Linked DNA regions of Anser cygnoides: all the other regions are linked to region 1. The links are chromatin contacts, called in public Hi-C maps. All regions are on one chromosome and are shown on one strand. The core of a region is the stretch at or near the end of the contact, and the rest is flanking DNA. Distances in the headings are between cores, read along the strand shown. Region 1 holds the start of CYS1 (cystin 1). Region 2 has its middle 25 kb from the start of TAF1B. Region 3 holds the start of YWHAQ (tyrosine 3-monooxygenase/tryptophan 5-monooxygenase activation protein theta).

Evidence for each region. Hi-C and Micro-C count contacts between places; a contact is called where the count stands out from the background.
Region 2: a contact with region 1 is called in a Hi-C map of liver, with 2.3 times the contacts expected there. The contact joins the enhancer-like site here to the promoter of CYS1 in region 1. A contact is called at or near these places in 2 of 7 Hi-C or Micro-C datasets (both in liver).
Region 3: a contact with region 1 is called in a Hi-C map of liver, with 10 times the contacts expected there. The contact joins the promoter of YWHAQ here to the promoter of CYS1 in region 1. A contact is called at or near these places in 2 of 7 Hi-C or Micro-C datasets (both in liver).

The regions. Positions count from the first base shown.
Region 1 is chr3:106,907,112-106,910,692 of Taihu_goose_T2T_genome, reverse strand. It overlaps CYS1 (cystin 1), which reads left to right and starts at 1,604. Exons shown (of 3, transcript XR_007165965.2): 1 at 1,604-1,796. It overlaps LOC136790524 (a long non-coding RNA gene), which reads right to left and starts at 1,641. Exons shown (of 2, transcript XR_010830623.1): 1 at 1,506-1,641; 2 at 1-1,410.
Region 2 is chr3:106,761,480-106,765,357 of Taihu_goose_T2T_genome, reverse strand. No RefSeq gene overlaps it. Among named protein-coding and RNA genes, the nearest start is that of TAF1B, 25 kb to the left of the region's middle. Within about 2 kb of position 1,362, at least 1 of the 3 cell types and tissues checked has open chromatin away from gene starts, as enhancers often do. A contact at or near this core is called in liver, where this site is marked.
Region 3 is chr3:106,678,952-106,682,683 of Taihu_goose_T2T_genome, reverse strand. It overlaps YWHAQ (tyrosine 3-monooxygenase/tryptophan 5-monooxygenase activation protein theta), which reads left to right and starts at 1,421. Exons shown (of 6, transcript XM_066994916.1): 1 at 1,421-1,575; 2 at 2,411-2,795. The coding sequence starts at 2,502. LOC106030714 (a long non-coding RNA gene) reads right to left here and starts at 1,383. Exons shown (of 5, transcript XR_007165987.2): 1 at 1-1,383.

The DNA.
Region 1 (3,581 bases), core at 355-2,854:
TGTCCTGGGCTCCATCCTGCTGTGGGACAGCTCTCCAACAAGGGAACCGGCCTCCCCTGCTGGAAAGCACCCACCTTGACGGCTCTTATTTTCCACCTACCTTTCCAGACCGTCTCAGCTGATGCAAGGGATGCCCAGCAGCTGCTTGAGCCCTGCTGTCCCCAGGGATGGGGTAGGGCCAGGGCCACCACCCCACAGCTCCCACCTTCCATCCCAGGACCTCTCCTCTCTGGGTCCCACTGGCCTCCACCTCATGGATATTTTTTCCTGGGGCTCAGAGGCACAGGATGTGAGATCTCCACAGCAAAGCCTGAAAAACCATCACAATTGTAATTTTTTATTTTTTATTTTTTTTTGTCAGGTTTGGTGCCAGAACTGTAGAAAACCCAGGTGAAGACAACATCAGGGAAAAGGAATCGAAGGCCAGCCTAGCGGTCCCATCGCCTGATAGAGGCAGGCTCCGATTTGAGCAATGCACACCTTTCCTTGCTGCACACGAGTTAATGCTAGAAAGGCAGATTAATACATAAACCTGCTCACCGAAGGGTGACACCAGCGCTGCGGTTTGCAGTGGGAAAGATTGAGGTTTTCCCGATGGCTCTGCAGAGAGCAAATCTGACATGATATATATGTTAACTTTGGGTTTGAATCCTTTTTGTTCCAGAGCTCTTATGCTGAGGGAATATATCTACTGAAGACTTGCAGAAAATCCAGCAAACGCCAGAAAAGAAGGCAAAACCTAAACACGTGGCGTAATATTTGTTGTCACAAGGTCAGATTGCTCAACGAACTACCTGTAGCGCCCTAGAAAAGCTCTGGTGGGAACACAACATGAAAAAGCAGAGTTCCCCAGCTCTGTTTTGGTTATCACGGTGAGAGGAGCCTGCTATTTCACCCACCAAACAAATTCCTCGTGTGTTTGCTCCCTGGCACTGCGGCAATACAGCTAGTGACCGCTGGCACCCCGCCGTGCCCCACCATCCCCATCCCTCCTCGCTCTCCAGCTGCCGTTGTCGCTCTGGGACACGGGTCGGAACTGTCATTCCCTTTTATTCTTTTTTTGTTCTCATACTCAGGGAATGAGCAACCTGAAAATGAGATCAGAAAGGGAGATTTCGCCCAGACAATTGCACGTCCCAACTCCACTTTAGCTATTGGTTTTGGAAGTCCAGCAAAGCCCGTCAAATACCACGACGGGGCAAATCAGCACTCGTGGCTTCAATGGATATCAGCGACGTTAAAAAACTCAGCAGCAGCATCCTCCAGCAGGGCCCCGGAGCCGCTGCCTCCCCCGAGGCCGTGTTGGCTGCGTGGGCTCCCGGCCGCTGGCTGGGTGCCACCCGCAGCTGGCACCGCGCGCTGCCAGCCCTCGCTCTTGAAGATCAGCCAGGATGTTAAATACTGGCCCTGCTGGGAAACCGTGCTTAAAGCCACCATAAAAAAAAAAAAAAAAAAAAAGGATTTGGTAGCTTTTTGCTCATTTTCCCGAGAATTCATGGGCTTACCAGGCCTTTAGCTTTCCGAAAATCTTCGCTTGAGTCCCCAGCAGACTTTGCAGCAGGGAAACATCTCCCGGCCTCCCTGCTAAACCACAGCAGCGTTTGGGTCGCCGCCGCCCGAACGCCTCCCGGGCTGCAGCTGCTCCCAAACACAACTTGCTCGGCTCGCCGCGAGACGCAGGCTTTGCGGAGGCGGCGTCAGCCCAGGCGGGATCCGCGGCGCTGCCCTGCAGTGAACTTTTTTCCATCGGGGCTGCCAGGAAACTTTCCAGGAGGCTCCGGGCCTGCAGGGAGCCGGTAGGTTTTGTTCGTGGCCAGGGCCTGAAGGCAGTGCCACCGCTCGGGACCGTGCCACCACCTGGAGCCCAGAGCCTCCTCTCTGTCGCCTGGAGCACCCCTGGGCGTGGTGCCGGGCACCCTCCGTTTCCAAAAACGCCCGAGGGTCTCCCGCTGTGGCTGGGGGTCTCGCAGGGGCTGGCAGTGGTCCGTAAACAGTGTGTCGCCCTCCTGGCTCCCCCATCTTGGGGGGGGCTTTGGGGGAGACCCCACAGAAGGGGAGCTGCCTGATCCCAACCCGTGGCTGCTGTCGGGGCCGTGGCGGCCTCCTGGGACCCTCCCCGAATAGCGACGACCCCCTGGACCCCCAGGGAAGGGGAGAGAGGGCAGAAGAGACAGCAGCATGCCCCCCATCTCGGGGGGATCCCGAGCTGCTGAGGGACCTTAGGGACCAGCCAGCAGCCCTGGCAGCCCTCCTGAGCCGGGAAGGCTCCCCCCCAACCCTTTTTCCCATTTTCTCCCCCTCCTTTTGGCCGCCCCGGGGGCTCCCTCCCCGCACGGCGCCGCTCCCCCCTCGCAGCTTTACCGCCCCCTCGCCCCCCTCCACCGCCCCCCGGGGGCCGGCCCCCGCCGTCAGCCGGCTCCGGCTCCGGCCCCCGAGCCCATGGGCAGCGGCAGCAGCCGGAGACGGGGCCCGGTGGCGACGGGGGGCGGCGGCGGAGGCGACCCCCGAGGGCCGGGGGCGGCCCCGGGCCCGGCGGAGGCGGCGGCAGGGGGCGAGGGGGCGGCGGCGCTGCCCGCCCCCGGCGGCCCCCCGCGGGAGGTAAGTGCCCCCCGGGGCCCTCGGCGAGCCCCTTCCCCAAATCGTGTCCCCCACAGGGTGGTCGCAGCCCCCCCGGGGGGTGCGGGGACGTTACCACCACCGCCCCGCCTCGCTCGGTTCACGGGGGTCCTTGCGGGGGGCTCGGGGTTACCCCAAGGTTCTCCTCACCCGCGTTTCCCCGGGACCCCCCCATGTAAATAGGGGGGCGGCAGTGCCCAGAGCCTGCCCCGTTTCCCCGGGACCCCCCCCATAAATAAGGCTTCCACCACCCCAACGGGAACCGGCCCCAGATGGTTCCCCGGCCGCTGCAGCCGCCCCCGCGGCGCTGCCTCAAGAACCGCTCCGGTTTCCTGGATTTCCCTCCGGGGAGAGCTGAGATTTGTTTGCTTTTCCCTTGCTCAGAAGTCACGGCGGCACCGCCACGGAGCCGGGACGGGGAGGGTCAGGCTGGGGGTCAGGGGAAGGGTCTGCACCCGGGGGGGGTCGGGCACTGGGACAGGCCGCCCGGGGCGGTGGGCACGGCACCGAGCCGCCGGAGCTCCGAAATCATGGGGTATCCGAGTTGGAAGGGACCCGCGGGGATTAAGAGGCGTTTGGACAACGCTGTCAGACACGGGGTCTGGTTTTGGGGTGGTCCCGTGCGCAGCCAGCAGCCGGGGGCTCGACGATCCTCGTGGGTCCCCTCCGATGCGGGGTGCCCTGTGTTTCTGCGGCCGGTGCCGAGGCCAAAAATCACCGGCGTCGTTCGTCTTAGCTGGAAGTTGTTGTGGAAGCCGTGTCCTGTTTGTTAGGCGGGCGCTGCTCCGAGCAGAGGCACCACCAGCCCTGAGGCCCGGGTAAAACATTCCCGGTGTGTTTCTGGAGGCGCTGAGACGTGTGAACGGGGCTTAGGGGCACGGTGCAGTGGTGGGATTGGAAGTGCTGGGCTTGCTGGTCTTTAGGGTCTTTTCCAGCCTAAAAAGATCCTATGGTTCTGTGATTCA
Region 2 (3,878 bases), core at 113-2,612, 150 kb after region 1:
TTTTGGAAAACAAAAGATGACATCCCATGTTTTCCTATATAACTTTTGTTATCCTATAAAACATTGGAAAACGTTTGTTATCCAATATAATATCCTATATACCATCCAACTTTCTCCTCTTTTGGAAGTAAGTGCTCTCACCATTACATTAGCTAAAGCTATTTTGCTGAAAAAAGAACTGAAAAAGTCCAGCCTTATGCGGCTCAGGCTACAGAAGAACTCAGGCTGGGTTTTGTCTTCGTTCCCCTTTGCCCCTCACTCAGATAAACATACAGAAATACAGAGGCAAAGCCAGCAACATTTTAGTGAAGACCAAACCGCAGTTACACGTAACAAATAGCTTTTTCTATAAAGTACAGAACAACAGGAATGCAATTCAGTCTGAAGTGGGAAGCTGGGGCCATGTTTGATGGCACTGGAAAGGTAAAACACCACCAGAAATTAGCAGCAGGTCGCTGGTATGAGGGGCACACGCAGACAGGTGTATTGCAGTGGTGGCACTCAGAGGCTAAGGCACGGTTTGTGTCGCTGGTTTTTAGCCACCTGAAGCTGAATCGAGGAAGGAGCCCTGCTGGAGGTGGCTGCTCTAAGACGGGGCAAATGCTCCCTCTGGAGGTGCTCGGCCCTACGGGACGCGCAGCTGGGTTAAGCCTGGCTGCTGCTTGCAGGAGGTACCAGGAACTACCAAAAGTGCCCAGAAATACCCTAAGGTGGGGGAGAATGACAAGGGCAGGAGGGAAAAGGCTGGGATTTGAACAGAACTGATTATCCTGAGTTGGAAGGGACCCGCAAGGACCAAGAGGCTGGAGCACCTCTCGTGTGAGGAGAGGCTGAGAGCTGGGCCTGCTCCGCCTGGAGAAGAGGAGGCCCAGGGGGATCCCATCAGGGCCTGTCAGTGCCTGAAGGGAGGTGCTGGGGGGACAGGGCCAGGCTCTGCCCAGTGGTGCCCAGTGCCAGGGCAAGAGGCCGTGGGCACAAACTGGAGCAGAGGAGGTTTCATCTGAACACCAGGAGCCTTCTGTGCCGTGCGGGTGCCGGGGCCCTGGTGCAGGCTGCCCAGAGAGGCGGTGGGGAGGGTTTGTGCCTGTGCTCATGGGGCAGACACCACGCAGCCAGCAGGGCCGAGCTGTGCAGAGCAGATCGCAAGGAGAAACTTACTCTAACAAGCCCCGTGTTTAAAGGCAGAGAGAAATAAATAAGATGAAAGTGTGTTCCTACCCGCTACGGCTCTGTTGTGGTTCTCGAAATTAGCCTAAAGCGCTTTCCACATGATTTTCAACACTCCTGAACACTTCCAAATTATTTGCTCTGCGTGGTTTGGGGTTGTTTTTTATTTTTATTTTCTATTTATTTACTGGGAAAAAAAATCCTTTCTTCTGTATTTTCTGAAAAAAATAAAAACGAGAGCAGTGATGCATCCTTCTGGTTAATGGGAAGCCACAGCTCTCCCTCTTCCTAAATGCTGCCTGCGCTGTCCTTGCGGGTGATGGAGACCCCCAGCCCATGCAGTTTCTCTCCTTGGCTCATGCAGAGACGTGCCAGCGTCTAACGCAGCAGGGAAGTCAAATTGTGCCTGTGACTGATGTAAAAGCACCCTGCCTCTACAGAGGACAAAGCTCGTGTAAAATCACCTCTGGTTCACTGTGGTGGTTGGGATGACACAGAAAAGACAGCGCGTTATTTCTGGCTGCTCTTTTATCACCAGCTTTCCGCTTGCTGATTGCTGCGACTGCCCCTTCCCTCATCTGTGCTCTTTTCGGGGTGGGTGTGCAGTCGCCAGCCCGCAGCGCTCGGTCACCCGCGGTGCCTGGGTGCTCTGGCAGGGGCGGCGGGACAAAGCGGATCCCTGAACACAGAGAACGTTAACCCCAGCCGCTCTTTGTTGTTGTTATTGCTGTTATTCCAAAAGTGAGGATATTTGTCGGTAGATAAGTTGGTCTTTTTATAGCCAGGACTGGAGTTTCCATGGTGAGGCAGGCCAGCACCGGTTTCCTCTGCAGAGCAGAGCATATCCTTTACCGGCAAAAACACGCTCCTGGGCCGACTGGGAGGAAGTGTCATTGTCCAAGACCTATTATATTTTTAAGGGTTCTGCATCCTCAAAGAAATATTTTTAACCTGAAAGGAATATTTATACTGTCCAGTGAGAATGGGTTGCCAGGTTATTTTTAGTCTGGCTTGTGTGTTGGCTTTATCTCCGCATTGCTTTGTCCTTATTTATCTTCTTTTACAAACATTTCAGGGAAAATGAAACCAAAGGTAATAGATTAAACTAATTCCTGGGATTAATCTGCTGGCAGGAGCAAAGTATCACCAGGGATAGATTCGATCTGCCATAGTCAAGAAAAACACCGATCATCCATCAGATTCTCAGTATGTGGGCTAGAAAATGAGAAGCCTTCTTATTTGAAACCAGGCACCCTGGAGCAGGAATTAATAAAAAGCTGATTATAAAACCTTATGCAGAAGCTGCTCTTTTGGAGCAGAGCTCGGTCGGTGGGCTCGGCCCCATCCCTCGGGCTGCAGGAGGACCAGCGCCGTTAAATCCCCGGAGTTACGGCACCGCCAGCCGGGTGTGAGACCACAGGCAGAACCAAAAGGCATCAGGGATTATGCAAGTAACAAGTTAAAGAACTTTGTTTATTTTTTTCCCTTAGGCCTGGTTATCTTAATAAACTGGCATTTTGCTGATGCTAAGTGTACAAGGCCTTGTTTTTTTTTTCTCCACGTGAGCAGGCTTGCTGAAGTCAGCATGACTGTAGCGCCTGTATTTCGGTGTTTTGCTCAACTGGGGGGTGTCTTACAGTGCTTATCTGTTCCAGCTACCTCGCCCTCCTTCCCTTGCTGCTTCCCCGAGGGAAGGAGGTGACCGTGATGGATGGATTTTGCATCGTTAGCAGACGGTTATAACTACCTTCTACCCCCAGACTGAGCAGCACCGATGTTGCCACAGAAAAATGAGAATGAATGACTCATCTGTTAATTATGCCTTTGTTGCACACATTTTTGCTTACTGTCTGAGGGAACAGAGCACCCTTTGCTCCCACTGATGAAGCACCCTTGAAAATCCGAGCACTGGATGATGCAGGAGCACTGGCACTGGACATGTAGCATGTGGATCTGCTTGGTGGTGCTGAGCTCCCCGGCTCAGATCTGCAGTTCTGTTCCTGGCAGGCCTGAAAAGTCCTGCTCAGATACATCCCAAGCGGTGACAAATGTCGGCACACAACAGTTCTGTGGCAGTTTTTTTTTTTTTTAACGTAAGTATGAAGAGAAAGTTTAGATAAAATCATTCAGATTGGAAACTCCAAGCCTTCCCTTCAAATTGTGATATTAAATCTTGTATACTTTCCTTCCAGAGCAAGGAAATCACCAAAGCAGAAGTGCAGATGGTATAAAAAATGATCTTGAATTTGTCTATCTGCATTAACAGGAAAGTTTTGGCTAAAAAGCCTCAAGCACATGTTTTTCATCAAACACAATTGACAAATATCTGTAGACACGTGGAGATGCTTCCAGAAAGAGAGAAAGAGCTGCTCTGGCCAGCTTTGGAAATGGGCTCAGACCTTCTCTAGGACCAGGTGCAAAGCTGAACACCCAATCCAAAGCAGGACTCCAGGTTTTGGGTGGGATTCAACTGCTGAAGTTTCACGTCCTGGTTCACATGTGTGATATTGGCAATGGTACTGAGCAGGGGAATAGTTTTGTTCTCACTTTAGGGTCTCTTAATTGCTCCCAGGGAACAACGTGATGAGCAACAACAGGTCATTCTAAAGAAGTGCCATATGAAAAACTTTACATTTTGCTTAACGTTTTGTTGGTTTTACTTATGTGTGATAGCCCATGGTGTGTAAGGAGAAGGAAAAACATGGGGTCAG
Region 3 (3,732 bases), core at 172-2,671, 230 kb after region 1:
ATAGAGTAACATATTTCCAAAATTCTTTCTGTGAGAATTTCATTAACTTTGAAAGGGGTATTATCAATAGGTTCTTTTTTTTTTTTTCTTTTTAACAGAATAAATGCATCTCAAACTCAAATTACAAAGGCGGCGGTTTGTTCACAGCATGGACCTAATTTCGACATGCATCATCGCAGCCCTAGTCCAAACACAGACCAAGAGCTTTACGGGCTGAGACGATAACATCCTGAGGTCGATTCAGAGAATTCGTCATTCCATCTGGATGCTGAAGTTGCTGAACATGACTAAATTTGGTGATGCTGAAACGAAAGGTGAGAAATGTCATCACTTCACCCAGACGCCCTGCGCTGCACAAAGACATCTGTGGCCCTGAGCTAGCCCGAGGCCTGACGGGCAGGACGTCTGTGATCCGCTCCCGGGTCTTGTATGCCGAACGTCGTGACAAGCAGCACAAACCCGCTATCTTGTTATCATTTCTTCCAAGATTGGGGCGGTATGAGCGCAGACAAATCCCGCACCCATCCAAGCAGCATTTTGGAAGCACAGCAGCAATTGACTCATGATTATTCACTCATGACTGGACAGTATTTTGCTATTCATGTGCAGCAGCACGAACCTAAAATTCCGGTCTCTGTGCATTGCGTCTCTGACCTCTTTGAAACTAACTCCAGGTGAAATCAGGAGGGGGGAAAAAAGTAAATATATTGATTGGTGCTGATGTCAAATGCTTGTCCTTCATCCCGTCAGGAGGGGAGGGATATTAACTCTTTATGAACAATTTTGCGTCGCCTGGATCCTCGGGAAGGGTGGGGGAGTTTAGCTGTGGTGAATTCTGCGATTCTGTGAATTACAAATGGCTTTGGAAAATCTGTCCCTGAAGAAAGCTGTGTGGAGCAAGTGCTCATGACGAGGAAAAGCCCCTCGGGCTCCATGGTGGGGGTGACAAACACGGACGTGTGGCAGACCCCATCGACCCGGGGCTCGGGGATATGCACATTGTCCTGGCCCCGAAGGAGCAAAACGCCCTTTGTTGGGGGCACCTGGGACAAAAAAAAAAAAAGAAAAAACAAAAAGAGTATTCGGACAAAAACCCAAATCCCCCCCCGGCAGCCCCTCAGCCCCCGCCCGGCCGGGGGAGGAGGCGGGGGGGGGGGAGGGTTGTAGCAGCATCTCCATGGCGACAGTGACGTCATCTCACCCTGGATCTCATTGGAGGAAACCCCGTGGCCCCAGCCGCAGCCCACGGGCCAACCGAGCTTTGCGCCCTGCCCGCTCTCGCCCCCGCGGCGGCGGCGGCGGCGCGCTGCGCTCCCATTGGCTGCCGGGCGGCGGAGGGGCGGGGCCGGGCGGCGAAGCGAGGCGCTGATTGGCCGCGTGGGCGCGGGCCCAGCAGCGGCTAGGCTTGCCTGCGCCGCCGCCCTTCAGCGCTGCCTCCCTCCCTCCCTCCCTGCGTCCCGCCCGCCCGGCCCGGCAGCGGCTCCTTTCTCTCCGCCACCGCCCCGCGCCCGGCAGCCCCGCGGCCGCCGCCCGCCCGGCCCGGCCCGGCCTCGCCTCAGCGCAGCGGCCCCTCAGGTGAGCGCGGCGACCCCGCGGCCGTTGTTGGGGCGCCCGTCGTGAGGCGCCCGTCGTGAGGCGGCCGCCGCCGCCGCCGCCCGGCCCCGCCTCGGCGTCCTCCATTTTGTGAGCGCGGCGCCCAGCGCTCGGCGGCGGCGGGCAGCGGGAGGTGCCGCCCGGCGGCGCCGCCATTTCGCACCCGGCCGGCCCCGCGGCTCCCTGCCCCCCCCCCCGGCGCTCACCGCGGGGCCCCGGCCCTCCCGGAGGGGCTCTTGGGCCCTGCGGGGCGATGCCCGGGGGAAGCGGGGGGGACCCGGCCCTGCCCGGCCCCGCCGCCAGGAGGCGAAGCCGCCCCCGGCCCCGAGGCTGGGCGCTGCCTGGCGGCCACTCTTTGCTCCTTTATTCTTTTTTTTTATTATTCTTTTCCCTCAGGGAACGGCTTTAAGCGAGGCCCGCTTGGCTTGCGGGAATTGGGTAGCCTCCTCAACCTCCTCGATCCCTCTCACGAGGGAAAGGTGAGGGGAAAAAGCCGAGGGAAAGGTGAGGGGAAAAAGCCGAGGGAAAGGTGAGGGGAAAAAGCCCGCCCTGACCAAGCGATGGGTTCTCAGCTCGCTGTGCCTTCCCGAGCCGAGTTTCCCGGCCGTCCTTTCCCTAGCAGTGGGTCCTTGAGACCGCAGCCGCTCCCCTCGGCCCTACGTGGAAGGGCGGGATGATCCCAGCCCATTTCTCCAAGATGGGCAGGGAGACACGCTCCCTGCATTCCTTCTTTTTAGGGCTCTGCAAGGGGTCATACAGTACAACATTCATTAGCATTTGATCCCGGAGTGATGGTCGTTGTCTCTTTTTCTTGCAGGTTTTGAGGTGCGTTCTCTCGTTGGGAGCGTGACGTCCCCAGCTTCTCCTGCCTTCGCTACCATACCTCTCCCGCCCCACTGCCAGCCACCATGGATAAGACCGAGTTGATCCAGAAAGCCAAGCTGGCTGAGCAAGCTGAGCGCTACGATGACATGGCCACCTGCATGAAGGCAGTAACTGAGCAAGGTGCCGAGCTGTCCAACGAGGAGCGCAACCTGCTCTCGGTGGCCTACAAGAACGTAGTGGGGGGGCGGCGCTCTGCCTGGAGGGTCATCTCTAGCATCGAGCAAAAGACAGACACCAGCGACAAGAAGATGCAGCTTATCAAGGACTATCGGGAGAAGGTGGAGTCTGAGCTCAGGTCCATCTGCACCACTGTGCTGGTGAGTGGGGATTTTTTTCTCTTCTGTTTTTTTGAGAGAAAGAAATAGGATTCGTGTATGGTGCTTTGTGAGGAGTAAGACTGGGAACTTGACTGGGGAATATGTGAAGTGTAAGGCCGGGGTAGGGGAAGTCAGTGCAGTAACTTCTGCAACTGTTACATGTGTTACCGTGAGGAAGGAGATCGTCTCCACCATGCTATGGGTGCCATATGTGCGGAGGTATTTGAGATATGTTCAGTTGCGTGTGAGATCCATTTTAGTTGGAGCAATCCATATGCAGTGTTGCACTAGGTTACCGCAGAGATGCTGAGAATTTAGGCTTGTGCCTGTTTGCTGTGGCTGCTTAGGTATTCATAAGATAAGATTAAAAAAAAAAAATTAGAATTACCTGAAGAAGTAAAGGGCTGAGCTAATAACTTGTTAAAAGCATCGTGCTCACTTCATATACTATTTCATGTGAGGAAAAACACTCTTCATGGGGTCTTTAAGAGACACTTTAGGATTGGGGTTTTTGTGTGTGCGTGTGTGTATATATAGTGATTTTATGGAGTAAGACATCTTCACTGGAAATGAGAAGGAATGTGTAGAAATTGGCTTTGTCAGATTCAAGTTGATTTCTGAGGGGTTCTTCAAGATGAATTTGCAGTAGTCGTGGACTAATGTAAAACTAAGGTTTGAAGACTGGTGTAACAGACCTGAGCGTGCACCAAAGCCCAGGAATAAATATGTACAAGCAGCAGAATTCCACATGCTAATGATAGTGAAAGCCGTATTGCAGTGCAGCAGGAGTGGTACAGACCTGTGTCAGCAGTGTGGAGGGTGCTGGACCCTGTTCTGCATGACCAGGGCGTTCTGGCTGCAGGAAGCTGCACGTGTGTAATGCAGTAGTAATTGCATGGCAGACCATCTTCAGTGGTTTGCTCCTCTTAGTTTAAAA